Linked DNA regions of Danio rerio: region 2 is linked to region 1. A link is a contact called in public Hi-C data. All regions are on one chromosome and are shown on one strand. The core of a region is the stretch at or near the end of the contact, and the rest is flanking DNA. Distances in the headings are between cores, read along the strand shown.

Evidence for each region. Hi-C and Micro-C count contacts between places; a contact is called where the count stands out from the background.
Region 2: a Hi-C map of hematopoietic stem cells shows a contact between it and region 1, with 5 times the contacts expected there. The contact joins the promoter of si:dkey-14d8.22 here to the promoter of coa6 in region 1. A contact is called at or near these places in 2 of 18 Hi-C or Micro-C datasets (embryo and hematopoietic stem cells).

What each region holds. Positions count from the first base shown.
Region 1 is chr4:5,193,784-5,200,853 of GRCz12tu, forward strand. It overlaps coa6 (cytochrome c oxidase assembly factor 6), which reads right to left and starts at 5,133. Exons shown (of 3, transcript NM_001327831.1): 1 at 4,950-5,133; 2 at 4,630-4,794; 3 at 2,548-2,783. The coding sequence starts at 4,773. The coding sequence ends at 2,688. ptprz1b (protein tyrosine phosphatase receptor type Z1b) reads left to right here and starts at 4,507. Exons shown (of 31, transcript XM_073946917.1): 1 at 4,507-4,570; 2 at 4,679-4,800. It overlaps slc13a4 (solute carrier family 13 member 4), which reads left to right. Exons shown (of 15, transcript NM_001089551.1): 14 at 133-270; 15 at 1,887-2,553. The coding sequence ends at 2,024.
Region 2 is chr4:5,878,579-5,885,533 of GRCz12tu, forward strand. si:dkey-14d8.22 (a long non-coding RNA gene) reads right to left here and starts at 1,907. Exons shown (of 4, transcript NR_186854.1): 1 at 1,525-1,907; 2 at 1. All of the region lies in intron 2 of si:dkey-14d8.21, which reads left to right.

The sequences.
Region 1 (7,070 bases), core at 3,883-6,382:
GATGTAAGGAGTACAAGGCACACACACATAGACATTAACACTGCCACACTCACACACACACCACATACAGCACACAAAGACGCAGACACATGTTAACATTCTCTAACTGTGCCTGTGTTTTGTGTCTTCCAGTCAGAGACGCTGCAGATGAACCCTCTGCACACACTCATTCCTGCCACCATGTGTGTGTCGTTCGGCGTCATGCTGCCTGTCGGAAACCCACCGAACGCCATCGTGTTCAGTTACGGCCACGTGCAGATCAGCGACATGGTATGAAACAACATTATCCTGTTATATCACCTCTGGCACGACTCACAGCTGTGCCAGGAACCAAAGGCCAGACCTTAAGCATGTGTTGCTCAGACATAAACACAAACTGAGGCTCATTTGCTGAAACAGGTGCCTGCATGGCCATTATAAAAACAACATTATTTTAAATCAAATCTCTAAGCTATGCATATCAGTACATAACTCTTTTTCTGTATTGTCAGTTTTATTCTATTCTGTAAACCCAGAAGAGTGGCAAGTCCAAAAGCAAGTCCAACAACTTTAAGTAACACTATGTATTAATAAATGAAATTAAAATAATAACAGAAATGATCAAATAAATGGATGGTTTTGTGATTGCTTTCATTTGTTTTGATTTATGGAAACCCAGCAGAGCATAGAGACCAAAATGCTAAATATATTCAATTCTACTGTGTAGAGAACAGACAGTCTTAGGAGCATAATCATAATGGAAAATATCAAATTATTAATAAACAAGAAGCAAAATAGTTGGATTTAGAAAATATAATTAATATTTAGAAAATTGCATTCTTATCATCTAAAAGGGAATATATATATATATATATATATATATATATATATATATATATATATATATATATATATATATATATATATATAAAAAAAAAAATATATATATATATATATATATATATATATATATATATATATATATATATATATATATTCGATAACAGTTCTTTTTGGTAACATTTATTATAATGTATAATTATTATTATTTTATTTATTATTATTACTTGATAAAATTGTCAGTTTTGGCATTAATATAAATTGTAAATGCAATAAACTATAACTCAATTAATTTAACATAATATTAATTTAATGGACCAATTATTATTATTTTTTTTATGAAATTCACTTTATAAAATTGTCAGTTTTTGGCATTTATATACATTGCATTTACGATAAATGTAAACTGCGACACATTATATTTAACAATGAACATGCAATTTATTTGTCAAAAGTATATATATATATATATATATATATATATATATATATATATATATATATATATATATATATATATATACTAAACACAGTGCTCAGGATAATTGAGTACAGCCCATTTTGAAGAATATGTTTCTCCATTTCTCAGTAAATATAGGCATTGTATTTTGGTGAATTTAAACAAAATAGATTTATTAAACAGATATATTTATTAAAGTAATCTTTTATTCACCAGACATTTAGAAATTGAAAGCTAATACAATTAAATTCAAGCAAAAATAAATTACAACCTACAAAATTTCAACATTTTTCCTTTTTTTTGCTCTTCTTGATTTTTCCTCTTTTAAAATCTGTATTTAATATTTTTTCTATAACATAAATATGGGTGTATTAGTTTTTCAACTGTTCTCATGTTATTTTGTTAGATCAGCTTTAGATTTGGCTTCAGTACTGATTAATCTAATGTACTGCACAAATATAATATTGTATAGCTTCCTATTTAAAATATGAATTTAAAAGAGAGATTTGTGAGGGGGTTACTCATATATGCTAAGCACTGTCTTGAGATATACTGATGCTCATTGTTGTCCTCCACTGCTCTCTGACATGACTGTGCTGTTTTGCAGGTGAAGGCCGGCTTTGGAGTCAATCTGATCGGTGTCTTCGTGGTGATGTTGGCTATTTTGACGTGGGGTGAACCGCTCTTCCACCTCAGCCAGTTTCCCACATGGGCGGCAATGCGAAACGTCACGGGCAGCTTGTAGCTGTGATTATGGATGGTGGACATTGGGTTTACACTGAAGGAGGCACACACACACACGTCATTAATGCCTTATTTTTTTCTCCGTCCATGATGCTTTGCACCAGGAGGATGCAGAACGGTGGAAACTATTCTTACACTCCTATATCTAAGCATTAGGCGTAGATTTACAGCTGAACGCACAAGTGTACGTGCCTACAAAACACAATCAGTAATGCTTGTGTGTGTGTATGTAACATATCTGGATGCTTTATTGCGGATGTCTAACAAACGTCGGCTAATTTACTTGAGAGGTTTGAGGGAGATTCTGCATCCGACAACGTCAGAAATCTGATAATAGTTTCTTACAAAAATGTTACATGTGGTTTGGTTACAGAAGATTGTTACAAAAGAAATTCTCAATCATTAATCGATTAAAGCAGTTTTTGAAGGTGGCCGTTGATCATTGTACATACAGGAAACTAACATTTTCTATTGTTGACCACCAACAACCCATTTCATCTCTAAAACACAATAAAAACACTGTATTTTTGGTTCATTTCTTTATTTTGCCTTTCACACATTCATACAACATGCAGGCTCATTGGGATAAATGATCATAAATTAGAATAACAATGTGAAGTCAAGAGTCCAGTGTTTTGTTTTCTCCGAAGCTCGTCATCGCTGGTTATAATTTTGATGCTCCTTCAGTTGGTTCATAGCCCTCCTTTTCGATTTTCTCCTTGTACTTTAAGAAGTCCCTCCGTTTAGAGAAATATTTCACCTGTCAAGAAAACAATAGTGTGAAAAAGATGTGTACTTGATTGTACTAAACATGCACTGCTACTGTAAATCAAACGCTTTAAAAGACTACATATTTTAAAAACTATTCTTAAGTATAAAATATTCCTTCAATTAACCAAGAATAAATTATATTTTTACTAATTTTTATTAATATATATATATATATATATATATATATATATATATATATATATATATATATATATATATATATATATATATATAAATCATTCATTCTCTTTTCGGCTTAGTCCCTTTATTAATCTGGTGTCTCCAAAGTGGTTTATGCAGTGGATGCTCTTCCAGCTGCAAATCATCTCTGGGAATATATATATATATATATATATATATATATATATATATATATATATATATATATATATATATATATATATATATATATATTTATACATATATAAATATATATATGTGTATGTGTGTGTGTGTGTATGTATATATATATATATATATATGTGTGTGTGTATGTGTGTATTTTTTAGCTCAGTTAAGAGTGCAATATTAGTTTACTTATCAATACTGCGTGTTTTTGTTGCAATGCAATGCAAATTATTCTTTACTACAGTTTTCACTTTTTAATTAGTGCTTTTTTCTAAAATAGTTTTCCCCTTTATTCCTCAAAATGTCATTAAAAGTTTTCATTAAAGCTTTACTAAGTCAATAAACTACACAGAGAATGATTACATTACAAATTTTGATATGAAGTAAACATCATAAAGTACTTAACGTGTAATAATGCATGTGATAGTTCAAAAGCTACAACATGCAGCATTGTGAATATCTCAACTAAGTAAGTAAACAAAATAAATTTTTAATATTGCATCTATTGAAACAATGCGCTTCAAATTTATCACAAAATTTACCTATAATTTACGGCCTTATCGCTGTGCTTTAAAGGGGAGGGCGAGGCTAAATGCATGTTTTGGCGCTCTTTGTTTGCAGGAACTCTCTGATTGGGTGATTTTTCTACACACTGCATGTGGTATTTCTGCATGAATTTCATTACTAAACGCAATTGTTTTTTTTTTGTTGTTGTTTTTTTATTTGCTTGCAAACAATCTGGCATATTTACAACCTTACACCTCATGACAGGTCTGTCTTTAACAGTTTATTAGTTAATGTTGCAGTACTTTAGTCCCAGAACCTGTCTAGTCGTTTTTGTAACAATGTTTCTTTGATGTTTTTAAAATGTAACATGTTTTAGAACGTTTAGAACATCCATATAAGACGTATAGGTGATGTTCAAAGAATTCTAAAATGGAACGTTGCCTTAGAACAATTCCGAATTATGTTTACACAGCATTGGAACGACGTTGTCAGGCAATGACGGTAAAGTCTAGAAGGTATACGGCAGCGGATACTCCCATCAATATAGTTTGTGACACTGTACAACACTAATTAATATTTTTACATTACTGTTAGGGTTAGTAGACGGTAATAAAACTATTTAATGGTGCATTTAAAATATAATCTGAATAATACTAGGTATAATTAATATTTTTACATTACCGTAAAGGTTGGTTTTAGGGTAGAAGTTAATAAAACACACTTTAATAGGTAATTTAATTAATAAGATGATTAATACTCGGTATAATTACTGTTTTTACATTACCATGATGGTTAGGATAGGGGCAGACGTTAATAAAATACAATAGATACAAATATTCTTGTTAACTTCCGGACGCAGCTGTATCCCTTCTAGCAACCTTTCCATGACAGCTGCTGCAATTAAGTTCATACAGCAAACAGGTGTCGTCACGTTTATGTTTCTGGCCTCAGAATTATTGAATATGGTGTTATGGACTGACCCACTGGGCAGGACAGTTGGCTTCAAACTCTCGCTGGTGTTTCTCGCAGGCTGAAGTGAGATCTTTGTTGACGTCCAGACACTTCCAGAGCTCATCTCTTGCGTCCCAGCAGGCTTTGCGCTGACTGGCGTTAGGAGCGCTCATCTCTGTCTCTCCTCACTCTATCTGCAGGTATATACATAACACTCACTGTCCAAACTACATCCCAGTAACATGAATATGAGGATCTATTATCAGCTGACCCACTGTAGCGTAATTATATTTCTATAGAATAACAACATTCTGGCCTCTAGTGAAATAATAATACTGTAAACGCTTACCAGGTACGATTAATCACCTCATGGAACTTCTGTAAATATATTAAACTCATATACTAATATTAATTAGTCATGCTGAAGTACACAGAATCCCAAGGACGCCCTAAGCATGTAGGAAGAAATGCAACTACACGTCGCCTGCTGATGACCCAAGCAATTGCGTAAAGGTTAGTTCTGTCAGTGACCGCTAGATGACGCTATTGTAATATTTAGTTCTAGTGGAGTATGTAATACTAATGTCTAAATCAGGGGTGCCCAAACTTTGCTTATAAACGACCAAAATCCAAGCTTGATTGAAAGCTGTGGGCCGAAAGTAAATATACTGTAATACATTAAAGTTGCCATGGCTAATTTCCTAATTTATTTCATAATATTAAAAAAAATGCTTCAACCATTTGTACTAATGCATTGAAATTTATGAACTTAAACGAATGGACATATTACAATAAAACAATTTTTAAAAATCAAATCAATTTATAAAACAATGGAGTTCGATGCTGAATACACTAATCATGCATGCTGTACCTAACTTTGTCTTGTTTTGCACGCTGATGTCTTCTGCTTTTTCCCCTATTCCTTAAGTGACAGTATGTACATTTTTTTTTTAAATCTTCATTTATTTACATCATTTAATTTAGTTCGCTTTGTTTTGCAGCTCAGTAATAAAGCAAACAAGGGTTACATTAAAATAGAAAGGAGAATGTCTGGAAAAGGCTTTTTTCAACCCTTACCTATCATTTTCCCTCTGACTTGACAAATCAAAGGACACAAAGGGCCAACTTTGGCATGCAGACCCTAGTTTGTAAAATATAAAATGTATTTATTTTTTTAATTAATATTTGTACGTATACATATCATCAATAAGCAAACCTGCATTATTTATTAATACAGTGGTGGAAGTACAAATATATTTTTATTTGTCATTATTAGTCATTTATATTTACTAAAAGGTATAAGAAAACAAACAAAATAGGGGTCAACAACAGCAACAATAATAATAATATTAAATAGAAACATAACAGGGGTCAACAACAATAATAATATTAAACTTAAACATAATAGAGGTATATAATAAAAATAATAATACACATAATCATAATAGGGGTCAACAACAACAACAACAATAATAATAATAATATAAAAATAAACATAATAGGGGTCAATAACAACAACAATAATAATAATAATAATAACAATAAACAAACAATAAGGTCAACATAATAATAATAATAATAATAATAATAATAATAATAATAATAATAATGAACATAAACAATAGGGTCAACAAAATAATAATAATAATAATAATAATAATTATTATTATTATTATAAATATTATTATTATTATTATTTTGTTGACCCCTATTGTTTATGTTTATTATTATTATTATTATTATTATTATTATTATTATTATTATTAATAATAATAAATTAAATTAGACTTTTATTTTATTTATTTGAATTTAAATAATAACATTTTATTTTATTTCAGTTGTTTTATTGCAATATTTTGTTACATTTTTGTTGTGAAATATTATCGAGACTTTTGAGTTTGTACATTTGCATAATGTTTTTTATTTTAATATTACCATAATTTATTTCAGACTTTACATGTTACTTTTGGAAAAGTTGTAATATAAATATGAATGTGGAATATATATGTTATAGAGGATATATGTATTTAATATTATTATTATTATTATTAATATATCTTCTTATTTTTATGTACTTTATTTTACACAAAATAAATAGATTTCCTATAATCTTTGTTTATATATGATATAACTTACCTTTATATACAAATGTGAGAGTGGTGTCAAAACAAAACGCTATGTCTGACCATTTAAAATAGCCTTTTCTTATCAGACTCAGTGAATGTCATCAGCATTCCTGTTTTCCCCCCCACAGAACTGGCCATTGATGTCTGTAACACTGGTCCTCATTACTGGCTCATAGAGTTACTCAAGTGTCTATTGATGCCAGAGTACAATTTTCAGCAGTACCTCAAGGGTTTGAGCCACAATCTAATGGCAAACAAGATATTTCAGAGATATTTACCACTGATTTCTCACGCTGTTCAGTTTTTATGTCTTTCATTTCATCCATCATATCAGTCAATACTCA
Region 2 (6,955 bases), core at 657-3,156, 680 kb after region 1:
CCTGTAGAGTCGACACACAAATACACACATTATTACACACACTGATCTAACGTTATAAAAAAAGTACAATTATTTCATATTTATATAATAGTGCTGATTGTATTATACTTTAGTAATTAATCACTTTAGTTTAAATTTTGCACTTCACTTTTTATCATTGTACTTTCACATTTTTGAATTACCCAGAAGTCAATATAATATAATATAATATAATAAAATATAATATAATATAATAAAATATAATATAATATAATATAATATAATAAAATATAATATAATAAAATATAATATAATATAATATAATATAATATAATAAAATATAATATAATAAAATATAATATAATATAATATAATATAATAAAATATAATATAATATAATAAAATATAATATAATATAATATAATAAAATATAATATGATATAATATAATATAATATAATATAATATAATATAATATAATATAACTGTATATAATATAAATGTGTCGCCCTCCAGTGGAGTTTTTTGTGAATTGCTCTGCATCAAATATAATTAGCTTAAACACGTGGCGCTCTCTTGTGGTGATTTATGTAAACTGCACTGCTGCCATTCTACATACTAATGAAATTAGCCAATAGTTTCGTCCTGATGTGGGAATTTTGCTTAATTATTACACCATTACACAAATATCTAGTAACTAATTGAAATATTTTGCTCTCATTCAGCATTTGTGTGAATTAGGGTCTCCCCCTGGGGTTTCCAGTACCTTGACTAACAAAGGTTTTACTATATCTGACACACTGAATAAAAAAAAAGAGCTGTATAAAATGCTCAGTGATGGTAACTGATATGTTTAGCACAGATATAAACACACATGATCTACATCACCTGTGCATCAGTCATCATCAATATGATCCACCGCCTGTCATACACCTTTACACTCCACAACACATCAGTTATTCTGTAGAGACATTCAGACATTACTAGACTCACTACATGTCTTGAAGTCAATGATAATTCAGAAATACCTCTGTTAATATCTCATATAAAACATGCAACATCAGACAGAGAGATGGTATATTTCAGTAATGCTCCATCAGTCACAGTTATTCATCTACTGTTGTTCTCTGTTTACTTCTGATGATGCTTTAATTAAATGACTCTTACAGGCCACAGAACTGACATATAAACACTGAACAGAAACAAAAACACTATTTCCCTCCTTCAGTAAGTGTGTTTGATGCTTGTCTGCTGTGTGTGTGTTGATAACATGTGCAGATTTCCTTCATTAAAGTCAATTTCTGTCCACTAAACCCAGACTGAAAACTCTTAATCTGTCAGACCTACAAAACATCACAACAAGAGATTTACAGAGACAACAAACTCCAGCAAACATGAGTCTACTGAGCTGCTACAGCACTGCAATATCAACACAGACTAATATTGATGCTCTAATATGAGCGTGTGGCTCATTCTGATGTAAATACCACAGTAAAAGTGGCAGGTAATATCTCTAGATCACTGTTGACAGGATAAATTCACTTACTCAGAGGTGAATCGCGTTGACATGCTGGATTCCTCCATTTTACCGGTCTGCCTGTAAGATTAATGTGCAGATGAGCAGGAAAATGAGCTGTTTAAGTGTCATTATTGTACTTATTCTGCAGGATCTGCATGTGTTGTTGTTTTCATCATACGTCATGTCCTCCGTCATTGAGAGGTGTCAGATTAAAGGTGAAACCCGCTCTCGCCGCCTTGTGGAGCGGAGGACAAGCTGCACTTTTGCTTGTGTGGATTAATTATTTGGATACTAATGAAGTCATAAACTGCACTTTTATATAAGTTCCTTCATATCATGTTTCATATAATATCTGACACCATTTAATAAATTAAATGTCTAAATATATGGCGCAAATCAGCTCACTCTTTCACTTTCTTGATCTTTCTTTCCAACAACAAAGAAATCTCCTGAGATAATGACACCATGCAGAGAATAATGTTTGATATGTATATATGTATGTATATATTATTATAGTCATTGTTTGATTTAATTGCATCTTAACACAAGCATCTAAATAGCTTTTAATAGACTTTAAAAATTCAACTGGGGAAGTCCTAATTGAGTCTTTTGTTTTAATATCTGCAAAATAATTAGCAAACTAGTAACAATAGCATAACAAATGTAATATATTTCTATATTATAACATGTAAAATTTGAGCAAAAATAGTTTATGATGTATCAATTGCATTCATTTTATTAATCGTATGGTTTTCTTATATAAAAATATGAGTTAAGGTAACTAAACAATTGTGTTGAATTGTGTGTATTTCACTGACGCACCACTTGCATACAATGGTAAAACTCGAGCTTTAAATTATTCTGTATTTGACAAATCAACCCCCCCGAGTGCCTAGTGGTCCCCCTGACCACCATTTTGTCCACAAAAAGAAATTCCTCTGTCCACGAACAGCCTATTTCATACATTGGGATAGATTGTTAGTAGGATGTCCAGATCTCAGCTTCTGGACACAGTAGAGAGCCCAAACCTGCGTTTCTGTGCTAGTCTGGACACGCCCTGTCTAGGGTGTGAATTTGAAGAAGATTGGAAAAACTTGAAAATTTGACCCAAAAAAACTCCAAGGGGTACCCCTTATAGATTTTTTGGGTCAAATTTTCGACTTTCACCAATCTTCTTCAAATTCACAGCATAGACAGGGCATGCCCAGACTAGAACAGGAAGCCAGGTTTCAGCTTGCTAGCTCATGTAGAAGCTGAGATCTGGACATCCCACCTGCAATCTGTTCCATTCATAACAATAGGTGGTTGCTGGACAGTGGGATTTTGAGGTTTTAACAGCAGGGGGCAAGTCGGGGAGGTGGGGACCCACCTCCAATGGTTTGTTTGAGGATCTGTTGAGGTTTGACCACTTGGGTGAAAGAATTAAGTAAAACATCCCCTTTGTAACTTATTTGACTGGGCCCAGTTAGGCTCTCTGTGGACAGTGCTTTTTTAGGCCAGAGAAGCCATTTGGTGAGCCCTGACATGGAAAACACTGCTGGATGGGGCCTCCTGACCCCTCTGCTCCCCCTAATGAACCCCAAAATCGTTCCTGCTGTGAATGATGACCTTTTACAGGGGTCTCTACAGACAACCTACCTAGGCCTGTTCAAATAAGCTACAGGTGGGATGTTTTTTTTTATCTATCTGCTAGAGCTGGAAAACCTCAAAAAACCTATTTAAGTGGATATGCAAGCCCCCCTGGGCCATCTCCAGGTGTCGAATCGTTGAAATTCCACCGTCCACGAACAGCCTATTTTATACATTGGGATAGATTGTAAGTAGGATGTCCAGATCTCAGCTTCTGGGCACAGTAGAGAGCCCAAACCTGCGTTTCTGTGCTAGTCTGGACACGCCCTATCTAGGGTGTGAATTTGAAGAAGATTGGAAAAACTTGAAAATTTGACCCAAAAAAACTCCAAGGGGTACCCCTTATAGATTTTTTGGGTCAAATTTTCGACTTTCTCCAATCTTCTTCAAATTCACAGCATGGACAGGGCATGCCCAGACTAGAACAGGAAGCCAGGTTTCAGCTTGCTAGCTCATGTAGAAGCTGAGATCTGGACATCCCACCTGCAATCTGTTCCATTCATAACAATAGGTGGTTGCTGGACAGTGGAGTTTCGAGGTGTTAACACCAGGGGGAAACACAGGGGGAGGTGGGGACCCACCTCCAATGGTTTGTTTGGAGATCTGTTGAGGTTTGACCACTTGGGTGAAAGAATTAATTAAAACATCTGACTTGTAACTGATTTGATTGGGCCCAGTTTGGCTCTCTATGGACAGTGCTTCTTTAGGCCACAGAAGTTGTTTGGTGAGATCTGATGTGGTAAAAATGCAGGGCAAGGATTCCTGACCCATCTGCTCCCCTTTATGTACTCCAAAATCATTCCTGCTGGGAATGGTGACCCTTTACAGGAGTGTCCAGGGACAGCCTACCTAGGCCTGTTCAACTAAGCTACAGGTGGGATGTTTTTTCTTTATCCATCTGCTAGAGCAGGAAAACCTCATAAAAGTGCCAAAAAACCTATTGGGGTGGATATGCAAGCCCTCTGGGCCATTTCCAGGTGTCGAAACGTTGAAATTCCACTGTCCACGAACAGCCTATTTCATACATTGGGATAGATTGTAAGTAGGATGTCCAGATCTCAGCTTCTGGACACAGTAGAGAGCCCAAACCTGCGTTTCTGTGCTAGTCTGGACACGCCCTGTCTAGGGTGTGAATTTGAAGAAGATTGGAAAAACTTGAAAATTTGACCCAAAAAAACTCCAAGGGGGTACCCCTTATAGATTTTTTGGGTCAAATTTTCGACTTTCACCAATCTTCTTTAAATTCACAGCATAGACAGGGCATGCCCAGACTAGAACAGGAAGCCAGGTTTCAGCTTGCTAGCTCATGTAGAAGCTGAGATCTGGACATCCCACCTGCAATCTGTTCCATTCATAACAATAGGTGGTTGCTGGACAGTAGAATTTTGGGGTTTTACCAGCAGGGGGCAAGTTAGGGGGAGCTGGGGATCCACCTTCAAAGGTTTTTTTGGGGATCTGTTGAGGTTTGACCACTTGGGTGGGTGGATCATGTAAAACATCCCACGTGTAACTTATTTGAATGGGCCCAGGTATGCTGTCTGTGGACAGTGCTTTTTTAGGCCACAGAAGCCTTTTGGTGAGCTCTGACGTGGAAAAAAAAACTGCTGGGTGGGGCCTCCTGACCCCTTTACTCCTTCTAACGAACCCCGAAACTGTTCCTGCTGTGAATGGTGACCCTTTACAGGAGTGTCTACAGACAGCCTACCTAGGCCTGTTCAAATAAGCTACAGGTGGGATGTTTTTTCCTGATCCATCTGCTACAGTTGGAAAACCTCAAAAAAGTGCCAAAACACCTATTGGGGTGGATATGCAAGCCTCCCTGGGCCATCTCCAGGTGTCGAATCGTTGAAATTCCTGTCCACGAACAGCCTATTTCATACATTGGGATAGATTGTAAGTAGGATGTCCAGATCTCAGCTTCTGGACACAGTAGAGAGCCCAAACCTGCGTTTCTGTGCTAGTCTGGACACGCCCTGTCTAGGGTGTGAATTTGAAGAAGATTGGAAAAACTTGAAAATTTGACCCAAAAAAACTCCAAGGGGTACCCCTTATAGATTTTTTGGGTCAAATTTTCGACTTTCTCCAATCTTCTTCAAATTCACAGCATGGACAGGGCATGCCCAGACTAGAACAGGAAGCCAGGTTTCAGCTTGCTAGCTCATGTAGAAGCTGAGATCTGGACATCCTACCTGCAATCTGTTCCATTCATAACAATAGGTGGTTGCTGGACAGTGGGATTTTGAGGTTTTACCAGCAGGGGGCAAGTCGGGGAGGTGGGGACCCACCTCCAATGGTTTGTTTGGGGATCTGTTGAGGTTTGACCACTTGGGTGAAAGAATTAAGTAAAACATCCCACTTGTAACTAATTTGACTGGGCCCAGTTTGGCTCTCTATGGACAGTGCTTCTTTAGGCCATAGAAGTTGTTTGGTGAAATCTGATGGGGTAAAAATGCTGGGCAAGGATTCCTGACCCATCTGCTCCCCTTTATGTACTTCAAAATCGTTCCTGCTGGAAATGGTGACCCTTTACAGGGGTGTCCGCGGGCAGCCTACCTAGGTCTGTTCAAGTAAGCTACAGGTGGGATGTTTTTTCTTGATCCATCTGCTAGAGCAGGAAAACCTCAAAAAAGTGCCAAAAAACCTATTGAGGTGGATATGCAAGCCCCCCTGGGCCATCTCCAGGTGTCGAATCGTTGAAATTCCACTGTCCACGAACAGCCTATTTCATACATTGGGATAGATTGTAAGTAGGATGTCCAGATCTCAGCTTCTGGACACAGTAGAGAGCCCAAACCTGCGTTTCTGTGCTAGTCTGGACACGCCCTGTCTAGGGTGTGAATTTGAAGAAGATTGGAAAAACTTGAAAATTTGACCCAAAAAAACTCCAAGGGGTACCCCTTATAGATTTTTTGGGTCAAATTTTCGACTTTCTTCAATCTTTTTCAAATTCACAGCATAAACAGGGCATGCCCAGACTAGAACAGGAAGCCAGGTTTCAGCTTGCTAGCTCATGTAGAAGCTGAGATCTGGACATCCCACCTGCAATCTGTTCCATTCATAAAAGTAGGTGGTTGCTGGACAGTAGAATATTGAGGTGTTAACACCAGGGGGAAACACAGGGGGAGGTGGGGATGCACCTCCAAAGGTTTGTTTGGGGATCTGTTGAGGTTTGACCACTTGGGTGGGTGGATCATGTAAAACATCCCACGTGTAACTTATTTGAATGGGCCCAGATAGGCTGTCTGTGGACAGTGATTTTTTTAGGCCACAGAAGTCTTTCCCACGTTCTAAAGAGGACAAAACTACTGGACAGATAAGCCCCAGGTGGCTTGGTACTATATCATGTTCAGAAATATGAATGTCAGTGCTTAAATTGACCAAAAGAGGCTGCACTAACCAAATGCGTTTAACCAAAATCCAACATGCAATCAACCAAAATCAACATCATCAGAAGTGGAAATATAGGGTAAATAGCAAAGTTGTGGCCTTTTGGGACCTCACCGAGGACTATAGCATCTTTGGAAAATGCACATCATACTTGTAGCTTATTCAGTGGACCTTAAATAGGCTGTCTGCAGATGGGATGTCCACAGACAGCCTAATAAGCTACAGGTGGGATGTCCACAGACAGTCTAATAAGCTACAGGTGGGATGTCCACAGACAGCCTAATAATCTACAGGTGGGATGTCCACAGACAGCCTAGCCCTCACCTATTCGGCGCTTCCGCTTAGGGGGTTCCTGTCGGTCCACTGCCACCCCGTGGCGATACCCAGATTGCAACAGAATGGGTAAAAAAAAAAAAGACTTTTTCAAAGACAATCCGCGCAG